Regions from separate parts of the Arachis hypogaea genome. Here region 2 is linked to region 1. A link is a contact called in public Hi-C data. All regions are on one chromosome and are shown on one strand. Each heading gives the region's core, a stretch centred on a gene start, on an enhancer-like site or on the middle of the called end of the contact. The rest is flanking DNA. Distances are from core to core; before and after follow the strand shown. Region 1 holds the start of LOC112766852. Region 2 holds the start of LOC112762974 (protein GRAVITROPIC IN THE LIGHT 1-like).

The links. A called contact is a pair of places that touch in the nucleus more often than the background predicts.
Region 2: a Hi-C map of leaf shows a contact between it and region 1, with 2.2 times the contacts expected there. The contact joins the promoter of LOC112762974 here to the promoter of LOC112766852 in region 1. A contact is called at or near these places in 2 of 8 Hi-C or Micro-C datasets (both in leaf).

What each region holds. Positions count from the first base shown.
Region 1 is chr17:20,840,967-20,845,003 of arahy.Tifrunner.gnm2.J5K5, forward strand. LOC112766852 reads left to right here and starts at 1,402. Exons shown (of 10, transcript XM_029294731.2): 1 at 1,402-2,178; 2 at 3,163-3,348; 3 at 3,935-4,027. The coding sequence starts at 1,930.
Region 2 is chr17:21,102,757-21,106,851 of arahy.Tifrunner.gnm2.J5K5, forward strand. It overlaps LOC112762974 (protein GRAVITROPIC IN THE LIGHT 1-like), which reads right to left and starts at 1,616. Exons shown (of 1, transcript XM_025808765.1): 1 at 312-1,616. The coding sequence starts at 1,616. The coding sequence ends at 312.

The DNA.
Region 1 (4,037 bases), core at 152-2,651:
CTCTTTCTTCTTCTTCTTCTTCCAACAAAGCACACGCAGACTTCTTCTTCCAAATTTGCACACATATTTTTCTTCTTTCCTTCTTCTTCTCCTCCTCTTTCTTCTCCTCCTCTTAGAGATTATCAATTCAATTAAATTCAATTCAAAACACATGCGTCCATTCAATTCAAAATAATTCAATTCAATTCATAATGAAACGAACACGTTATTAAGGTAAAACAATTGTATAGTACTAAATGAACGGAACATTATCCATTATATAAAATCAAATTCAAAACAGCTTCCTGCATAATGAACCGAATACGTTATTAAGGTGAAACAATTGTTAGTATTAAATGAACGGAACATTATCCATTATATAAAATCAAATTCAAAACACATGTGTCTATAATTTAGAAATTATCAATTCAATTCAATTCAATTCATAATGAACCGAACACGTTATTAAGGTGAAATAATTGTATAATACTAAATGAATGGAACATTATCCATTATATAAAATCAAATTCAAAACAGCTTTTTGCATAATGAACTGAACACGTTATTAAGGTGAAACAATTGTAAAGTACTAAATGAACGGAACATTATTCATTATATAAAATCAAATTCAAAACACCTGTGTCTATAATTTAGAGATTATCAATTCAATTCAATTCAGAACAGCTGCGTCCATTCAATTCGATTTAGCAAAATGTTGGTGTTGTTGGTGATGACGATAACGAAAGAGGAGAAGAGGAGGAGGAGTTGAAGGAGAAGAAGAAGAATCTGCGTGCGTGAAGGAGGAAGAGGAGGAGGAGGTATACGTGAATTTGAAAGAAGAAGAAGATGACGTATGCGTGTATTTGAAAGAAAAAGAAGAAGAAGAAAAAGAAGAAGCGTAGGGGAGAAGAAGAAGAAGCGCGAAGGAGGAAAAGAAGAAAAAGCGCATGTAATAATGCTCTTTTAATGATAGTGATTTTTGTTGGTGTTGGACCTAATTGAATAAACTTAAATAAAAAAATACTTGAATGTATAGCAATCCTATTTATTAAAATAGACTATAATAAAATAGATTTTTCGTCCAATAAAATGCTTTGCTATTATATCTATGTAATTTTACACAAATAGACCATTCTTAATCATATACGCCATTTATATCTTCGTAGGTAAATTTTGTGGCCTATAAATATTATAAAGAATAATAATAAATGTAAATATTCGTTAATATATAAAATTATATTTAGTCTTTTTAATTTAAAAATTACAAACTAATTTTAAAAATATATTTATAAATGTCTGTAAAACACTTCAACCTTTTCAAATTTAAGACAGAAATAGTCACAAAAAAAAATTTAAGACATAAATAACTAACTTTTTTTATCAAAAAATTTTACAAGAGTTAATCTAAATTTTATTTTTTGTAACATGAATGAAGAAGAGACCAACTGCTTGACTTGGTTCAAGTTCCTCTAATGCTCTCCTCGCTTCAACTAAAGAGCCCTACTTTCTATTTCCCGTCTACCCTCTACCCTCTTCCTCTTCCCCTTTACATTTTATTTTATTTTATTTTATTTTCTTTTCTTTTCTCCCTTTTTCGGTTTTTGGCCTTCATGCTTTCTCCCCTTCAATATTCTTCCCCAGATAGAATCGAATTTCCACCCCCATTTTCCCTCAAAATCCCTCTCTCCCATTTCCTCTTCCCAATTTCATGATTTCCCCTTAATGCCCCCACTGTCGCTAGATTCACCTCAAACACACTCTTCCCCCTTTTAATTCCATCCGAGAGGGTTCGCAAAACCCGTTTCGGGTTATCGGGTACCCGAATTCGCCTCCCCATTTCGGGTTCGGAGCTCTCGGAAGCTTATTTCGCCGTTTCAATTTTTTTTTGGTCTTCTGGATTTTTCCTTTTTTTTTTAAACCGTTAGGGGTTAACGGCGCTGTCGTTTTGTCATGGGCGATCTTCATGTGAACGGCGTCGTTTTCGGGGAGGATCGCCCCTGCGCCTCGTCGCCGCCGTCGCCGCCGCTGCCGTTGTCAAACCCCGATCCGAGCTCCGTCGCTGCAGACGCATGGTCAGCCGCTGAGGCCACCACCTCCGCGATTCTCCGCCGGATTAGGCCGACGCTCGGTGCTGACCGGAAGCGCCGCGAGGTTGTTGATTACGTGCAGAGGCTGATTCGATATGGCGCTCGGTGTGAGGTGTTATTTTATTTTATTTTTGTGTTTGCTCATTGAATTTTCGATTCATAATTGTGCTTTACTTCATGCAGCTTTTGTTTGAATTGGATGCTTTTCTTTTTGTGATCTTGGATGTTTTTGGAGGTTTTGGCGTTATATTGTTGTGTTTTGTGATGATTCTGTTATAGTTTGCTGAGCAATTTCAAGTGTGTGTGTATATGCTGTTTGACACATCAATTGGGAGTTTGGATTGTTGTGTTATGTAGTGTTGTTGTTGGGTTTTTGTTTGTGTTCACTGAACGGTGCTTTTTGCCTGTGGATTATGCATGGCACGTTGGTGATTGCTGTTTTTACTTTTTAGCTTTAGGAATGTGTTGAGGGGGTTCTTGTTCTAATGGCACTTGATTGGGAGGTAGGAAGACCCGCTAGTTACCATTCAAGCTGAGTGTCCTGTAGCTTGAGTCGTGTTTATGGGAGCTAAGTGCAGAAGGAATGAAGGATATGGAGTATGGTTGTTTGGTTGGTTGAGTTTTTATGGCCGATAGAATCGCAAGGCCGAACCTTAGGATAGTTGTGGAAATGAATAAATCCGGGATCAGCTATCTATTCCTGATTTTGGTCTAAGTGTATAATCATTCTATAAGAATTACCCTTTTCTGGATATATATGTTTAGCTTAATAATATGTATATGTGCTGTTAACGAAGTGCAATTTTGAATTTTCTGATTTGTTTTAATGGATTATCACTTATGGGTTGTAATCTCATATTTGCTTTGAGTTGATAAATGATAAAATGCACATGCCTCTGGATGTAATCTTATTTGAATATTTTGCATTTGCAAAACATCTTTAAAGTGAGGTTGTATTATATTTGAACAAACAGGATGCATAGTGCACTGTAATTTTAAACCACTAAATGATGACATGGATGAATTCAGTCAATATATATATATGCATCTTTGCCTGCTCACCTTAAAATTTAAAATACTCTTTCTTTTGTTGCAGGTCTTTCCATATGGGTCGGTTCCTTTAAAAACATATCTTCCAGATGGAGATATTGATTTGACTGCACTCAGTTGTCAAAATATTGAGGATGGCTTAGTGTCGGATGTTCACACTGTTCTACGAGGAGAGGAAATCAATGAAGCTGCTGAATATGAAGTGAAGGATGTTCGTTTCATTGATGCAGAGGTTTTTTCTTCTTTCTTGGCACCTTATTGGAAATTGAATACAGTTCTGTTTGCAAGCATTGTGTGCCAAATGACCACCGTAAAATTATAATTCCAGAGTTATTATAAGCCTGAAATGCTGAATCTGCATTTCCTTTAATTTTCCATTTGGAAAGGAATTACTTCTTTTCTCTCTAGGATGGAATTGACCCTGTCTTTTAGTCTTGCTCTCTATTGAAACTTTTCACATGTTTAGATGATTCATGATTGCCTCTCTTCCCTTACCTTATGATTCCTCCTTTTCAAAACAGGCTGTTTATAGTGTTATTTTTGTGTTTTGTGGTCAGTTTTTCAAAGCAAGCTCTGTTAAGACTGTTCTATTTGTGTTTTATGCTCAATAAGCCACAAAATTTTTCACCCATCACCATTGTGTTTCTTCTATCTTTGTAAAGGTAGTGAATTTTGTGTTGGTAACCTTGCATAGAATCTGGGGCGAATGATGGTCACTCTGGTTAGTTTAAATCTAATATGTTTTCACTGTACGGTGTGGACAGAAAAAGTGTTGGTCCTTATATTGAAGTGCCTTTTCTCCCCTTTTCTTAATGCAGGTTAAGCTTATCAAATGCATTGTACAGAATATTGTTGTAGACATCTCTTTCAATCAATTAGGAGGACTCAGTACGTTATGTTTTCTTGAAAAGGTACCCTTAA
Region 2 (4,095 bases), core at 366-2,865, 260 kb after region 1:
AAGGGAATTCATGAATGAAAGAATTTGGCGAACCATCTATTTACAGTTCATAGGGTAATGTGAATGGCACTGAGAAAATACAGCAGAAATCTGAAAACCAGGGTAACTTAAAAGATATATCAGTACTTTACTCAATGATAAATATCACAAATGTAAAGCTGGTGGATTTAGATTCTAACTGCTAGCATAAATTAGTAGCCATTGTTACCGTGGCTAACTAAGATACAACCAAAATAACTCTTGCACAAAATTTGTGTTGTTCTGTTGGCTGAATTACCGGTTAAAAGCACCATCATGTAGCTTGAACGATGTTATGCGACATAAACTCGAGACTTCACTATTGTCTGTCCAATTTTAAATCCAGGCATGATCATAAACTGAACTTTGTAGGTGGCACACTCTTTGTCGCTCTCCTTTTCTTCGTTTACAGATTCCATATGTAGGCCGGAGAAAGCACTTCCTCTGTTCACAGAAAACAAGGCTGCATTAGGATCTATTGAGTGCACGGATCCTAGTAAAACCCAAATCCATTTTGCCATTTTGGCGAATAATTGATAGAATTCTGTTCTTGGGTGCCTCCCACTCATTATGAATGCTCTGTGATCCAAGTTTCTAAAGAATGACTCTTCCATTTTCGGATGGACGACGAGAAGATATTTAGCTTGACAATATTTGGCAAAATCTGAATCCGGATTCGCCATCAGTGCATCAATAGGATCATCAAAATTCAAAACATAACCTACATCATAGGAAGACAATGCAATCCCATGAAACATTCGGAGTGCAATGTAGGCCTCAAAAGCATACTTCTTGTCGCACCTTCTAGAATAAACAACACCAGTCTCAATGGCATTTGCAGCCTTATCTAGGTCCCAACCCGAAGCTTTCATCAAACTGATCAATGGTTTTGCGAAATTATGAATGGATTGCGAAGCAGCCTTGTAAACATTCTGGAACTTATCAACACTCAAGACACTTGCTTCCCTCTTCACCACCCTCATCCTCTTGATGTTCTCAATCAGAATTTCATTCCCCATCTCCAAGCCCTGAAGCTCTCGTTGCAGCCGAAGAACCTCACAATCTTTAGCACAATTTTGAGACTTGAGCTTCCCCAAAAATGCCTCCTTGGCCTCAATTTCAGCCTGCAATTGACTAGAAAGTGCAGCATCGAACCTCGCCTTGCTGCATTGCATTTTCTTATACTGACGCCTGAACTTGCATAGCTTCTCAAGCTCAGCAACAACTTCATCATCCGCAGCTACAATCTTCTTTGGATCATAAGGAATGTGAGCTTGTTGCAGCTTAAGATATGCCAACTTGAGGGCAGAAACAGCATCAAAGATATTCTTTAAGACCTCCACACCATCATTGCCATCATGGTCTTTTGCCACAACTTTAACCGGGTGGGGATGCACTTTAAGATCATAGGTTCTAATCTCCTCACTTGTATCACTGCTGTTTCCACTCACAGGGGCATTATTACAAACAGGTTTCGTCTGTAATTGCAAGGGATTGAGATTTGGGGCTTCGGAGGAGAATACCCCAATAGATTTCAGTTTACAAACTTTGGTGGCGAACTTTCCTATGATTTCTGTGATAGTGTTGGTGCTTTCCATCCCAAGAGACCAAGAAAATTGAAAAAGATCAAAACTTTGAGACTCACTCAACTCAACTCAACACAAATGGATCTAACAGTGATTCCTTTTTGCTTTTTTCCTCCAACAACAAACAACTTTGCTCAAAGTCAAAATCTTTGAAACTAAAGAATAAAACTCAATGAATTTGGTGAAGTGGGTTCTGTTAGCCACATTGCACAAAAAAATCCAATAACCCAAACAAGAACCAGTAGTTCAAATAAAGTTTCACACTTCAGAAAACTAAGCAAAAATTTTACATAAAAATGAAGGAATATGAAGATGCTACACATACCCTATATGAGGTTCAACACAAAGGACAATAGTGTGGCGAAAAATCTCACCAGAGTGAAAGTGTTGCAGTGAGTGAATGTTACAAACAAAAGAGCGTTGACTGTTGTGTTGATCAGTGTTGACTGTTGAGACTGAGTGCTGTTTTTTGTGTTTGGCTTTGCCACCCTTTTCTGTGTGTCTGGCAGTTTGAAACTTCATGAGTGAATGAATGAGTGCGTTTTTTCATGGAAAGAATTAATTATTTGTCATTAATTACTATTTAATGCTAAGTTTGAATTTCATGCCCTCTTTGACTGTACTTGTTAATGGTGTACCGGTAATCTATGATTGTAATTATTCATTTTATTTTTTATTAAAAGTATTTGTTGAGGTATTTAATGTACATTTTGTTTTTTTTTTTTAAAGGAAAACTTCAATAATTTGAATTTTTAATAATTTTGTAGCTTATTTATCAAAGAAATTTTACAAGTTACTCCTCTAAGTAATTTTAATAAGTATTCCTAAAAAAATAAGTATTTCTAAAAAAAAAGTTAAATATTACTTGTACTGCAACAATCTTTTATGTACATCTTCTTAGTACACTTCTAAACAAATTAAAATAAAATCTTATGCTGAGTTGTCCACAATTAAAAATTTAAGAGTATATGATTGAATATTCTAGATTATTCAATTATTTTCTTATATTTTCAAAACGAATCTAATAGTGAAAATGGGATAATTTCTTTTACGGGTGTTTAATTAATATATATTCTAAAGATATATATCAAGATTATTATATTAATTAAAAAATTTTAATTTTATTTTAATGAATACACAATAAATACATTAAAAATATAATATTTAATATTTTTTATAACAAATTTTTTAATTAGGACATATTAATTAAACTCTTATTTATTAATGTTCTAAAATACTCTATATTTGAGTGAAAAGAGTAGAGCGAAATTCAAATGAGACTTCATTCGATCACTAATTTAACACCCTAAAGTGTGTGGCAAATTAAAAGCAGAGCCGAAATGGTTATCTGAAACTGAAAGTGTATCTTTCAGCTCATTCAAAAAAACTGAAAAAGAGATTTTCTCAGTAAAAGTACCCTGAGAACACACATGCGTAGTTGGATTTGAGAAAAACAATGAAAATTATTAAGAAATAATGTGGCACGCGATGTTCTTTTTAATATTTCATATTTGGCTTCATTCAAATTCAGGGATTCGAATTTGGTAGTGTTCCCCATGCAATGCAATCATACATTACAATACAATCGTAGCTAAAATGTCTCGGAACTTATCACACCCTTTCATCATCTACCCTACCTCCAAACAAATATTTATGTATATTTTAAGGTGGCTAATCACAGAAAAATCTTTTAAAGTTATCCAGCTTGGGGGCAAAAGGCGCTCCCACGGTTAACAATTGTGAAAAATATTTATGATATTATTTTAAGGTTTAATTATTCTGTTGCTGCCTATAGTTTCGCAAAATTTTCAATTAGGTTCCTATATTTTTTTTTCTTTTTAATTGAGTCCCTGCATCAAAAAAATTTTTTTTTGGTCCCTACACTTTTTTTTCATTTTATTTAGGTCCTTATACCAATTCTTTTTATTAGTTGGATCCCTATAAAATTAAGTCAATTACTACTAAGAGGGACTTAATTGAAAAAAAAATTAGTGTAAGGACCCAATTAAAAAGAAAAAAAGTATAGAAACCTAATTAAAAATTTCACGAAACTATAGAGACTAAAAGAATAATTAAACCTTATTTTAATAAATACTTGAAGTATATAATAGATATTAATTATATGATGAATTATTAAAATTTAAAAATAATAATTAATTTAATACCAAAATAAAATAAAAAATATTTATTATGAAAAGAATAGAATATAATTTTATATAATTATTATTAGATTACTGATTTAATTAATAAACTAATAATTAAACCAGTAATCAATGATCTATTATTTTAATCGAAATAATTATCGATTCGATTCTGACAATAGATATAGGTTCAATAGTTGGACTCTATTACATTATGGTTCAATAAAAAAACAATTCGGTTGTAATATAAAAGAAAAAAAAGTAATTGATTTAGCTTAATTCAAATAAACTAATTTGTTCCATTCAAATCACTACAACACTTTCGACAGTTAGCGGTGGTTTTAGAATAA